Regions from separate parts of the Mus musculus genome. Here region 2 is linked to region 1. A link is a contact called in public HiChIP or PLAC-seq data. All regions are on one chromosome and are shown on one strand. The core of a region is the stretch at or near the end of the contact, and the rest is flanking DNA. Distances in the headings are between cores, read along the strand shown. Region 1 overlaps Thsd4 (thrombospondin, type I, domain containing 4). Region 2 overlaps Gm51679 (a long non-coding RNA gene).

The links. HiChIP or PLAC-seq counts read pairs in DNA pulled down with a chosen protein or histone mark.
Region 2: an HNF4G HiChIP or PLAC-seq map of pancreatic cancer cells shows a contact between it and region 1. The contact joins two enhancer-like sites. A contact is called at or near these places in 4 of 39 promoter capture datasets (frontonasal cranial neural crest, liver, second pharyngeal arch cranial neural crest and 1 more), 4 of 484 Hi-C or Micro-C datasets (liver, nephron progenitors and uterus), 8 of 115 datasets of contacts at active chromatin or transcription factors (T-cell acute lymphoblastic leukemia, astrocytes, bone marrow-derived dendritic cells and 5 more) and 1 of 9 other capture datasets (adipose tissue).

What each region holds. Positions count from the first base shown.
Region 1 is chr9:60,403,669-60,410,477 of GRCm38.p6, forward strand. The region is part of intron 4 of Thsd4 (thrombospondin, type I, domain containing 4); the gene reads right to left. Among named protein-coding and RNA genes, the nearest start is that of 2010001M07Rik, 73 kb to the left of the region's middle. Within about 2 kb of position 3,868, at least 48 of the 459 cell types and tissues checked have an H3K27ac peak or open chromatin away from gene starts, as enhancers often do. A contact at or near this core is called in pancreatic cancer cells, where this site is marked.
Region 2 is chr9:60,524,271-60,531,079 of GRCm38.p6, forward strand. It overlaps Gm51679 (a long non-coding RNA gene), which reads left to right. Exons shown (of 2, transcript XR_003948172.1): 2 at 1,812-2,733. It overlaps 9230112J17Rik (RIKEN cDNA 9230112J17 gene), which reads right to left. Exons shown (of 4, transcript NR_040464.1): 3 at 2,113-2,225; 4 at 1-1,694. Among named protein-coding and RNA genes, the nearest start is that of Gm51679, 7.9 kb to the left of the region's middle. Within about 2 kb of position 3,116, at least 27 of the 459 cell types and tissues checked have an H3K27ac peak or open chromatin away from gene starts, as enhancers often do. A contact at or near this core is called in pancreatic cancer cells, where this site is marked.

The DNA of each region.
Region 1 (6,809 bases), core at 2,618-5,117:
GAGGACACTAAACTAAGGACATTAACGAGCTCCTAGTCATATGAAAGAGAGAGAATGAATGAATGAATGAATGAACAAATGAACCAACACACACAGCAAATGTATGCATGTCCCAAACAGAACTTGGGAGACTACAAAGATGCTGAGCTGAGGCTATTCTTCCTGAGGACTGGAGTTTGATTCCCAGCCGCCACATGGCAGCTAACGAGCATGTGGAACTCCAGTTTCAGGGGATCGGATGCTGTCCTCTGGCTACCATGGGCACTGCATGCACATGGTACATACAGGCAGGCAAAATACTCATACATATAAAATAATAATTAAAAAAAACTTATATAGAATATTGATTTCTTTTGGGCACCAAGCCTAAGAGGATGGAGTAGAGGCAGACACACCTGACTTCCTTCTCTTTTGTACTGCCATTGCCTTCCTCAGAACACACATACACACACACACACACACACACACACACACATACACACACACACACACACAAGGGCTTTCAATATATGAACGCAATATGCAAAATTCTGAATTGTTTTCCATTGAGTCTACAAAACCCAACCATTCCTATCAATGCGCCCTAGGGAGCAGACACAGATGTCTCCTAGCAGAGCAGTCCTGATGCAGTGTCAAAGAGAGAACTCAGTGAGGAATCTTAGTCCTTATACATGCAATGCCTCAATTAGGGACACAAAATACCCACTTATGTACACACTGGAAGCCCCAAAAGCGGGAGTGGGTTTGATCAGGATTCAAAATGTTCTGAAATGTCTGTCCACAGCAGAGAAGGTGAGTACTCCAGGGAGATTCTACGTCATCAAGAATCATCAAATCGCATACCTACGTGAGGCTTCTTAGAACCCAACCTCTCTGTGGAAAGACTCGTTGGGATTGTAAAATGTCCACTCCTCTCTTTTCAGAGAGGTCAAGCATGCACAGCCTTAGTCCCTGTATGGCTAGAACCAACCTTTCTACCAGGTACCCAGTCCAGGAGCCCCTTGCACTTTTGATTTTTCCCACATTGACCTGGTCAAAGTCATTACCCTCTATGTACGACACTTTTATGGGAGCTGAGGGTATGTTTCAGTCAATAAAACGTTTGCCTTCCAAATGTCGTAACCTGAGTGTGGTCCTCAGAACCCATGCAGAAATCCAGCATGCTGGCCAGACACTATAGTGGAATCACTGAGTTCCAAATTCTGACGAGTCTGTCTCAAAAATTAAAAAAAAAAAAAAGTGGACATTTCACCTGAGGTAGACTTGCATACAATGCACGCACACATTGTGTTGCACACACTCACACATAAGATAAATAAACAAACAAGCCCGTTCTGTGGCTCATCTCTAGCTAGAGAACGAAGTCCAATTCCAGAAGAGTTTAGGTTTGTAGTTATCTGATACCCTCCACCATGAGTCCTTAATCTTCTTGGTCTACTCTCTAGTCTTTAATTCCTCTTGTATCCTGTACCCCAACAGCAATGTATCATCCACCAAGTCCCCAGCAACCTGACTCCATGAGGAACACTGCCTCACTGGTACACCTGTGTACTGGTGCAGGCTTTTAGGTCCAACATGCACATGGGCTCCTCCTGGTCTGCTTGCCCCATTATGAATGCCCTTGCTAGGCAGCCTGCACATCCTTCTTGGTGGTGGCATTAACACTCTGGGTGACAGTGGTAAGTCAAGATCCAGCTTTCTTGTACACCTTTAGCTTCTGCAGGGCCAGGCTTATCCACTGCTGATCCATGTGTGTATAATCCCGAGCTAGTCCCGCATCTGCTACAGAAGCACTCTAAATATTTGCTGAAATAACAGACGTGAGAGGCAGAGAGCTTAAATGTTTGCATTTCTAACCAATGGGCCAGTAAAGCCCACAGCTCTAGACTAATTCGTAGAGACCAAAAGGCTCTGAGTTCCAATAAACCAGCCTGAGGCACCCAGGTGGGAAGCCAAGAGAGCTAGCCAAATTAGACTGGTAGTCAGTGACTATCTAGAAAATTCTCAGAGCTCCAAATTAAAGGGAGGAAGTTAAGAGGGAATAGAATTAAGGAACAGAAACACATGTATTCCAGGCTGTAATCTGAAGCAAGCTGGGAAGAAAGACGTTTGTGGCTGAGGGCTGGACGGGCCTTATTTTCCCTGAAGCTCCCAGTTTCTTCCCCACCCCCTGCCAAAGGGGGGGGGGGAAATATCATGTGCAGCCAGAGTTCAAAGAGGCTTTGAGCAAGTGGTTTGGGTTGAGTGCAGATGACCTTTTAGAAGTTCAGAAGACTGTAGCGCCTGCCAGGGTGGGTCTCGGCAATAAATTATTTGGTGTCTACAAAAGATAAGAAGCAAAACCTCCGGCCACTCGGTGAAGTAAACATTCAGATGATGAAAACCACAGCTTTCCTGGCTGACTACTGTGTAGCAAAGCCACGCTGAGGGTCTGATCAGACCTGCCTCTGTTCCCCATGGCTGAGGTAAGGGGTAAATGACAGAGTGAGAGGCCACTGAAAGGCGTACTCTGAGGCTGCCTGATGGAAGGGACTCCCTCCTCCCAGTGCTCTCTGCAGGTGATGGGGGCATCTCACTAAAGGTAAAAGGAAGCTGTTATAGGTACACCGGGGGATGGTCCCACAAGTCAGGAACGAAGAGATCCAGGTAGATGGATGACAGGCAGCTTTGGAGTGACTCCCAGCTTATTTTTCTGTTGTAAGATTTTATTTATATTTATGTGCATGTATGCTTGCCTTTGTATACGTGTGCATGGCACAAGTGTGTTGCTGCCTGTAAAGGATAGAAAAGGGCACTGGATACCCTGGAGCTGGAGCTACAGACAGTTGTGAGCCACTGAATAGGGATGCTGAGAGCTCAACTAAGGTCCCCCGGGAAGAGCAACAAGCACTCCTTACTGCTGAGCATCTCTGCAGCCCCGGCATAAGGAAGCCCAGCTTTAAGAAGACCTCATCCTTGGCCCATCTACTGCTTCCTACATGGATGAAGTTCATAGGGTGGTGCCCTCACACTACCACCCTCTGAAATAGGCTGAAGCAGCGGCCTTCAGAACAGACCCAGTCCTCTTGGGAATCAGCCCCGGGGGAGACGCTGACCCCAGGCCTTGTCTTCAGAATCATATGCAAAATCAGCCGTGTCCCTAAGAGCAAGTCACACGCTGCTCACAGGGGCTGTGTACCTGAGTGACCCAGGCCTGTTATTCAAAGGGACACAAAAAGAAGGAACAAGGACAAGCAAACAGACATTAGAGGAAACCAGTCCCCATACAGCAGAACAATCAATGGTCAAACAGTAAAGATGGCACTTAGGGCCATCTTTATTTATTATGTGTAGTTACTCACTGCACAAGGGTGCCTGAGAGTGCAGGGGGTGTGCCCTCCTAATGGGGAAATGACTTAGATCAGAGGAAGAGATACCTTCATGATTTTCAAAAGCAAGAAATAAACCAGTAGATGTCTAAGACATTCGAGCAAAGCTGGTTTCCATGCTCTATGTTCTGCTAAGCATGGGGGTAAGGGTTTGACTGGCATATAGGTGTTACATGGGATGTAGAAAGAGCCCAGATCTTCTATCAGCATCTTTGCCTGCCGGCCCCTCTGTGACCTGTGTAACCATGGACAAGTCCCTGGACAGCTCTTCTATCCAGCATGCCTACTACATCTGGCTATTGTATAGACTCAGTGAAATCACTCCCAGAAAGTGCTGAGCTCAAGGTGTGGCTGCAGTGGCTACTCCCTAGTAGTGGTCCCCATGAAGACTTCACTGCACTGAAGGTTAAAGACAGAGCCTGTGACCTCCTCCATGTGGGGACCACAACAGAGGCTGACTGCCAAACATGGCACTGAGGGCTGAGGAATGGCTTTGCATAAAAGAACAGTGAATGCATTCATTCCTCCAGTATGAGTAAGAGAAGCCCTCTTGGGAGTCCAAGCTGCTGCCAATGTGGGCTGTAATCTGAGCCCCGGTGGCTCTTGGGACTACAGGGGTTTAAGGGGAACTGAATGGGATTACCTGTAGGGCAAAGGGCCTGGCCAGAGCAGATGCTGAGTGAATACTGGCTCCTAACCCCTCTCCCCTGGGGCCTCTCACAGTGCCCCTTGCCCCAGTGGCTGATCCTCTATAGGCTGGGAAAAAAAAAAACCCAAAAAACAAAAATCTTAAGATTGATTTTTCTGCAAGTTCTGCTGAATTCATTAACACAACAATGATAATGATTCTAACATGAATTATGGTTTCTGAGCATCTTTTATGAGATGGGCTCATAGCATAAATATGCTTGGATTCTGGATGCCTCTGAATTTGTATCTCTCTCTCTCTCTCTCTCTCTCTCTCTCTCTCTCTCTCTGTGTGTGTGTGTGTGTGTGTGTGTGTGTGTGTGTACAGGTACACATGTGTGTTTATGTATGTGGAGGTCAGAGGACAAACATCACCTAAGTATCGCTCTTCTGGCTCCTCCTCCTCATGCTCCTACTTCCCCTCTTCCTCTTCCTCCTCTTCCTCTCTTCCTCCTCTTCTCTTGCTTCTGTTCCTCTTGCTCCTCCTCTTGCTTCCTCCTCTCCCTTCCTCTGGCTCCTTCCCCTCTTCCTCTTGCTCCTTTTCTTTCTCCTACCCCTCCTCCTCTTGTTCTTCCTCCTCCCCTCCTCTTCTTCCTTTTCCCCCTCCTCCCCTTGCTCCTCCTCCTCCTGCTCCTCCTCCTGCTCTTCCTCCCCCTCTTCCTCCTTTGTTCCTTTCAGTCAGGCTCTCTTTCTGCCCCAGGACTGCCAGGCTAAGCCGGCTCACCGCAATCCTCAGAGATCCTCCTGGCCCTGCACCCCAGTCATTCATGACCAGTGTTGCCCACCACACCTAGTATTTTCCCATGGATCCTGAGGATGGACCCAAAACCTCATGCTTGCAAGGCAAGCACTTCACCAACTGAGCCATCTCTGAGTTCCTTACACCACTTCCTATGTGTCAAATTACCATAGATCACTTCATCTTTTTCTTCATTAGAAATATGGGGGAAAAAATCACACATAATAATGCAGTTTCTTTGCATTAAAGGAATTTCTTAAACTTAAGGCTATATTTCTTACTATAAGAGATATAAGCAAAAGATGCAGAAGTTATTCCTAGAGTTTTATCTGATCTCTAAACATATTCAACATAGTATATTTAAATAATATATGAAAATAGCTGTCATGCCAAACACCTGCTAGTGTTTCATGTTACCACCACTTAACCATCATACAAATAGAGAAATAGCTTGTCTCATTTTTTTTAAATGAGAAAACTGATGTTATGTGACATTAAACAGTCTGCTATGCTGGTTACTCTGTGTGTGCAGACATCATTTATGATATTAATGAATGCCACTGAATGGATAATTGATAAGCTCTTAAGGAGCAAAAGCAACTGCAACTGGTACAAGTTTTAAATGCCACCTTCACACTGGAAGATGATGGACTATGTGCTATGTTCATTGAGGAAAAGGGACATTGTCTGCCCATTGCTGCAGCATCCACACAGCCCATGAGGACCAGATGCTTCTACAAGGACAGGCTCATGAGAGGCTGAAGAAAATATTCTGTGTTGGAAGGCAGCTAGTCAGGGGACAGGGAGAGAATCTCAGTAGTTAAGAACAGGGGCTCTCTGGATTGGTGATATAGCTCAGATAGTAATATGCTCATCTTACAAGCTCAAGGACCTAGATCTGAGCCCAAGAACCATATTAAAAACAAACCAACAAACAAATAACACCCCCCACTGCCTCCAAAAGGCATAGTGTTTGTAATCCTAATGTTGAGAAAGTGGAGATAAAGGGCTTGCTGGCCAGACAGACTAGCCATACTTGGCAAGCTCCAGCTTAATGAGATTTTGTCACAATGAAATATAGTAGATTGCACCTGAGGAACCACAACTAAGGTTGTCTTCAGGCCTTTGCAGGCACTGCCCCCACTACACACATACTAACTAATGCCCTTGAACATAAGCACACACGCACACATTCACACTCCAGGACTTAGGAACTATCATTTGTCTATCTAAGCATGAAATGCTTATCATGCTATAGAGAAGGGAGAGCAATGTAGATGCTCTACACATGAACACTGTGAAGTTGAGTCAGAGCCTCGGATGGGGAGGTAGCTTCCTCAGTCACTCTGTCAAACTCCCATAGAGTCAGTGAATACCCTCATAGCCCCGGACATGATGTTTAAAGTCAGCACTGCTCACTGAAAGCCAAGTGTTCACGAGACCTTGATCCCTTTGGCCTATAATCCTGTGTCCCATGGTGTCTTCAGATAGGACACACAACAGTGGTTATGTAGGATTCTATCACCGACTGACATAGCCATCTTGGTTTGTATAATAGACTCTACAATGTCCACACAGCAACAAAATACTAAAAACACATTTTCTATAATACATCTCTACCACTCTGTAACCCATAACTAGCCTTTTAATTTTTTTAAAAATCTCTTCCATTTCCTGGTGATGCCAGCAGCCCTCTTAGCTTGTGACCACATCCCTTCAGCAGTCAGGAGCATCCCCCTTAACTTCTATTCTGCCTCCACATGGCCTTGTCCTCTGTCTGCTTATGATATCCCTATCTGCCCATTATAAGGACACTCGCGACTGCATTTAAGTCCCTCCCCTCACTGTCCTCCCCTTTCGTTCTTACCTCCCTCTTGCTGTTCCCTTATTCCACTTAAATGTGACATCTGCATCATAATAGATCCCACTCTGCTATGGTCAGAGGCAATTGACATGTATGTATGAAAATGTCATAATGAAACCCATTGCTTTTTATGCTGACTTAAAATTAATTT
Region 2 (6,809 bases), core at 1,866-4,365, 120 kb after region 1:
TGAGTCAGATGGGGAGGATTTTGTCCCATGTATGAAATAAGCTACTAACTCTAACCCAAAGACTGGGTAAAGAGGGCAGGTGTTTCTGATGACAGTCACAGGCCAGCTGCAGTCACTTAACTCTAGTGTCTGCCTGAAGTGCCAGTGTCATCTATATATAACATACCACTTTCACAAGCTAAGGACATAGGAGATATATATATATATATATATATATAATGTATCTATGTATCTATGTATCTATGTATATATATATATATATATATATATTATGTATCTATGTATCTATGTATCTATGTACACTGTCCCTGCATTCAGAGGTACCAGAAGGGGATATCAGATCCTGTTACAGATGGCTGTGAACTGTCATGTGGTTGCTGGGAATTGAACTGAAGGCCTCTGGAAGAGCAGTCAGTGCTCTTAACGGCTGAGCCATCTCTCCAGTGCCTAGGACGTAGGATTCTTACCACTTCTGAAAACAGCCCATGCTCTTGGTGCTCTTGGTTGAAACTCTCTGATTGAAGGCCCCTTTCCATGTTCCATTAAAGCCTCTACTATGTGGCTACAACCAATTGGCCCGTTGGGCCTAGAGGTGGCCCCTAAAATAGTAAATAACAAAAACAAACAAACAAACAAAAACCAACCATAATCTATCTGTAGTGTGTCAGCTCTGTACATGGAGGAGAGCCTCTGGATATACCGGTTTTCCCAAAATAATTTGCCAAAATAATTATGCAACCATGTTGCTCAGGATGCAATGGAAACAATGTAGTCACCCTATGGGGGTTGCCATCTCCTGAACCTGCCCTCTTCAGAGAGCTACACAGCACTGTGTTTGCTCATGCACCCCCAGGCTCACAGGACAGTGATCACAAGGGGTGAGGGAGGGCTCCTGAAAAGGTCAAGAGTGCTGTGCTGGGGTCTCAGAATTCCTGGATGGAGCAGGAGGCAGAGCTCAGTGAGGCAGAGCTCAGTGTGTCCCCAGGGAAGGAAAACAGCATGGGGTTCTGGCTCCTCCCCTCATCAAGGAGCCCTGAGACTGCCAGAGGGGAGACAGTGACAGCATAGCCCAGAGTCATTTGGCTATAGGTCTTTTAACCAGTAGACAGTTTCTTGAAGCCAGACGCCCAAGCTCTGAACACAGCAAGGTACTTCAGGGGCTGTGTCCCAGCAGGAAGGGAAGCCAGTATGTTAGCTGCTAGCATTTGAAGGCAGAAAGAAAACAGACATGGATCCAAACCCCTCAGTTCAGCCTCCTGTTGAGTCATGAGAATCCATCACCATTCTTATAAAGTTCTCTTCCTCTTCTTGCTTGGAAATTTGGATCCACGGTAAAGTCAAAGCAGGCTTGTGCTCAGCAAATGAGTGACAGGGAGAGATGGCGCAAAGGTTGATCCTGCCAACTTGACAGAATTTAGAATCACCTAGGAGACACACCATTGTGTGTGTGAGAGGGGTTTAATGAAGGGAGGGAAACCCAACCTGGATGACTGCCAGGAACCATAAAATCAACAATAAAGTCTCTTCGAGTGCTAGGAAACAGTATTGTTTTAACCCGTTTCTTGGGGGCCAGCAAGATGGGTCATCAGGTGAAGACGCTTACCACCACGCCTGATGACCTGAGTTTGGTCCCCAGGACCCCACGTGGTGGAAGGTGAGAACTGACTTCAGCACGCTCTATCGTATGTGTTTCCCTAGTATAAATAAAAAGGTGCGGTTAAAAATAAACCATCTGTAAAGTGGACCTAAGTATTTCAGGATGAACATTCCTGCTTGTCTCCTTAACTCGCTTCTTCTCCTTCCTCTTCCAGGGGTCTGGACTCTAACCTGCACACTGAGCCTGTGTCCTTTCCTATGGCTGGCTGCAACTTGACCTGTAACAAGACTACACAACAGTCCAGAGACTAATTTGTCTGCAGCCACAGTCTCTGAGGTCACGGGGTCAACATATTTAGATGGACTGTCCGGGGACTGTTGAAGATTCCCATGAAGTGTCCCAGAGGCTTCAGACACACCTCAAGTTATCTTGCTCTGCCCGTTCTATTTCCATCTCTCTCTCTCTTCCTCTCTCCTGCTCACATCCTGTCAGCAGAGATAGTGAAGTGGCCTTACCTGGCACAGCACAACTTTTGGAATTCCAAGTATTCGGATTATTTCTCTTTTCCCCACTTTCAGCCAGGAGGCAGCCTTCCATCTGAAGTTGCCCCTTGCTAAGAGAGGCAGCCCTGAAAGGAATCAGGATGGAACGGGATGAGCAAAGTGACCCAAGCAAGAGAGGAGAGAAGGGAAAGGTCTATTCTAGAAAGGAAGCCACCTGTGAAGGGCCAGAGGGAGTCAGAGGCAGCTTGGTGTGTCCAGGGCTCAGAGTGCCAAGAAAGAAAAAATGAGTGATGTGAGGCAGGGGATTAGCTGGGATGACCGAGAAGCACTTGCCAGGTGGATAAACACTAGATAACCACAAAGGCCTTGTTGTAGCGAAAGCAATAGAAGCTAAAGACTACGGCAGGGGAGACCTTGCTGTCCTGGATGATGAATTAGGGAGAGGCCCAGTGAAGAAGCGGGAACAGCTTGAAGTGGTAGCTGCCAATCAGCAAACAGAAATGTATATGGTTTTAAATGATGGAGAAAATTGTTCTGTGCTAGCCCATTCCATGTCAGGGATGTTCATGAGCACTTCTGGGAGTTGTATCCTCTCCTCACAAATAAAAGGAATCCCAGTGGGGGTGGCCCCTTTGTTGATGTTTTTTTTTTTTTTTTTACAAAATATATATTCAAAGTAATGCAAAAAGCGATCCCACAATTCTCTTTTAATGAAAATATTCAACGAAAAATAAAAGAAATCCATCACTCTAAAGGAATGTTGTTTGCCCTCCCTGCTTCCTGGGAGACTCTCCTAATAAGGGCTTGTCCTTCACACATTGCACACAGTGCCTCTTGTACCCGCTGTGGTCAGTACTGCAAACCCCAGAGACAGTCAGTGGCTGAGAGCTCCTCCAGGAAGCAGTTGTTAATCAACTTAGATCGCTGGAAATAACTATCACTTTGGCATCCTGGGCAATTTTCCCTCTTAGCAAACTAGCTCTCTGGTTGAAGGTGACATTGAGTAAAGCCTGTGTGACAGAGCAAAGCCAGCGTGCAGGAGTTTCCTACAGAGCCTATGTAGAAAACCAAGGCACCACAGCCCAGGAAGGCCAGTGGAGCCAGCGCTGATGGCTTCACCTGCCTCACACACTCACCTTCGTCCCGCCACTGTGCCAAAGCCTGCCTGCCTACTGGGGGCCAGTGGTGACTCCTCACCAGACGTGACTGCCTCAGTATAAAGTTTGTGTGTGCAGGTATGTGTTTATGTTTACATACGTGTATTAGCACGTGTGTTCATGCATGCAGAGCCTGAAGTTAATCTTGAGGCTATTCCTCAGAAGCTATCCACCTTGGTTTTGAAATGTTTATTTTGTTTATGTGTCTTTTGCCTGCACATGTCTGCGTGCCACATGTGTGCCCGGCACCCTCAGAGGCTAGAAAAGAGTGTTAGGTCCTCTGGTTGGAGTTTTACACAGATGTGAGGCACTTTGTAAATGCCAGGGATCAAACTCAAGTCCTCTAGAAGGGCAACCAGGGCTCTTAACTGCTGAGCCATCGCTTCATCTTGGTTTTTGAGACAAAGTGCTTCACTGAGACTTGGGGTTCACCAATCAGGCTAGAATGGCTGGCCAGCAGCCTCCAGGGACCTACCTGTCTCTGCCTCCCCAGCACTGGGGTTTGAAGCATGAGTCACCACAACTGGCTTTTTGCATGGGTGTTGCAATAGTCTTCATGCAGGCCATTGACAAACTATTTCCCTGGGGCCCCTCTGCTCCTTTTTACCCTTTAATGTTTCCAGCCTATGGCTCTGACTATGAAATAGGGAAGACATTGTTTATAAGGAGCAGTGTGTTATTAGACAGCCGAGTCTCAAAACCTATGTCAGCATTAGTCTTGGCCATCCATTGTTGAAAAACATGCACTCTACATCTGTGGTTGTCCAATGGGGGAAGCAGAACCACACCTGTTGGAAGAAAGAGACGCCACTCATGCATCTTCTGAAGCCTCTTCTAGCTCTCTGATCCACCACTGGCTCAGAAAATGCACGAGGGAAATTACATGGCTCATTGTGGATCCATCTGGGGAAACATGACATACACAGAGAAGTATGTGGCTTCTTTTTTTTTTTTTTCAAAAAAAAAAAATTTCAAGCTGCATTTGAAATCACTTCTTTCATTCACCACAACATGGATGACTGCCATATAGCCACAATGGCACATCAGGGCCGCAGGATAAAGCCCCCACAGCTTATGTCTTGGTCATGAACCAAGCTCCCATGCCTACTGATTTGGGGAGAGTCACAGGGCTCCTGTTGGAGACTGATCCTGAACAGCTCCCCCTGAATTAGGTGCCCGTCCAAGGCCACAGGATCGTGTCCAGGGCCAGATTCCTGCTATGCCCATCTTTTCCTATTTAAACTCATCAAATCCTAGTGTTTTTTTTTTTCCCCTCTTATTCTGCGTGTAGTCCAGGCTAGCCTCAAATTCATGGTTTCCTATGTAGCTTTCTAATTCTCAAATTTCAAATACCATACTCATTAAACCTCCCTTTCTTTCTTCGTGCGCTCGCGTGTTTGTGTGTGTGTGTGTGTGTTTACTAGACAGGTTTTCTCTGTGCAGCCCTAGCTCTCCTGGAAATCTTTCTGTAGATCAAGTTGGACTCAAACTCAGAGATCTGCCCACCTCTGCCACGGAGTACTGGAATTAAAAGAGTGTACCACTGCCCAGCTAAACCTGGGTATTTTCAGGGCCCATGTAAAGGGGATACTTCACCTAATCAATTTGCTTTTCTTCTTTGAGAGTAAAATAAAAGCACCACTAGACCACACACACACACACACACACACACACACACACACACACACACGTTTGTCCTGAGACCCAGCTGGGTAGCTTGCACCTGCAGTTTCGGCCCCGCCTTACATGTCTTTCCAGAACTTAGCTTTGTTTCCCAGGCTTCTAGGTGTTCATGACAATTTCTGAGGTCCAAGAAACAATATCCCTTAAACCTGAAGCCCAGCAGCTGAGCTACATGGCTACCACCTCACCCTGTGTCTCCTACACAATGAGTGAGACCTGCCCCATGTGTGTTGGTCAGCAAGCAGTATGGCCTTCTTTCCTGGCAAACTGTCAGACTTCCGTGGGAGAAAGCTGCTTTCCCTTTAAGAGACTGTCAACACACCTGCATGGGAACCAGCCAAGGTCACCAGACCACTGTGGCTCATTCCTTCAGGCTACCTAGTGTAAATTTTGCTTCTTATACTACATTCTCCGCCCAGGAGCATGCATGTCTACCACCTCTTCTTTCTGGACGCATGCTCTTACAACCTGAAGGATATATCCAACAGCCTCCCTCTTTGAACAGTGGTGAGCATGTTTATACTGAGCATCCATCCTTACACTGAGCATGCTCAGGAAATCACTTGCCCCGACAAGTACCCTTCTGTATGTACAAGCTCGCCAACAAATTCCCACTTTAAGAGCAAATAACCTCACAGCTCTTACTCGCCGCAAGTAATAAAACATTTCCTGGATTGTGGATGCCATTAGACAAGGTGGAGAACCCTGCATTGTCTGACAGGTATCAAGGCAATTCTAGGGGTGGAAGGATAGATGCAAGGCTGCCAAGTAGAGAAGATAAAAAAAAATAGTTATTGGGGGTGGGGAGAGTAATAATAGCTGGGGTTATTCTGGGCTCTAACCACATGATGTTGAGCAGACACTTAACCTCGCTGAGCCCCAGAACTCTCTTCTGAAGAGAGGCTTAAGTCTAACTCACTGCTAACTTGACTCCAGTGGCGATGTGGGAACAGACTCTCATGCTCTCGACCTTCCTGCTGGGGAGGTTTGAGGCATCATCCTTGGTGTGCTTAGCTAGGCTGCCATTCATGGGTTGTCACAAGACGTCTCTTAAGGATGAAGAAAGGGTATGAAACCAAGCAGGGAACAAACTCGGAGCAAGCAAGAATTAAGTATGGGGATTAAGATATAAATGTTTTCTGACCTTGCCTTGTGGATGGAAAATGCCACAGAGTGGAGGGAAAAACACATCACCCAATAGTCTGCAATCTGATATTGTTAGTGGGTCAAAGGGTGCCGGCCCGGCCCGTTTCCCTCCCTGCCTCCCTCCAGTCTTCCTTCCTTCCTGCAGGTTGTTGCGAGAGGAGGAGAGAAACCCATTCTCACAAGATAAACTTTAACTGGGGGGGTCAAAGTTTTTCCTTGTCAGCATCTGAAGTTCCCTTGAAGCTAATAAAAACTATTCCCTGCAGGAGGGCTTATGACGAAGGGGTCCCCACGTCTTGGAAGACGCATGCATGTGCACGCGCTAAGAGAACGTGCACGCGCCTGTGATCCCTGCTCTCCTCGCTTTGTCGCCTTTTGGAAAAGTGACTTTATGAGTCTGAGGGTTTTTTGCTGTTGTTCTTATTTGGTTTTGGTTTTCCCCACACTCAACTCACTCGTGCAGTTTGGGTAAGGTCACCTGACTCGGGGGGGGGGTCCCCACTCCCTCTTGGTGACAAGGGAGGATTTCACCTCCCTGTCCCCTTGAACTTATCGGTGGTCATGTGATGTGCTTTGAAAAAGTAAATGTAACCACATTCTTTGGGTTGTTTTGGTTTGTTTTAAATAAAAGAACATTGGTCAACATTCAGTGAGATAAACATATAGAACACAGTCTTCATTCACAGAGGGGTCAAGATGGTGGGTGCCTTGTCTAGCCTGAGT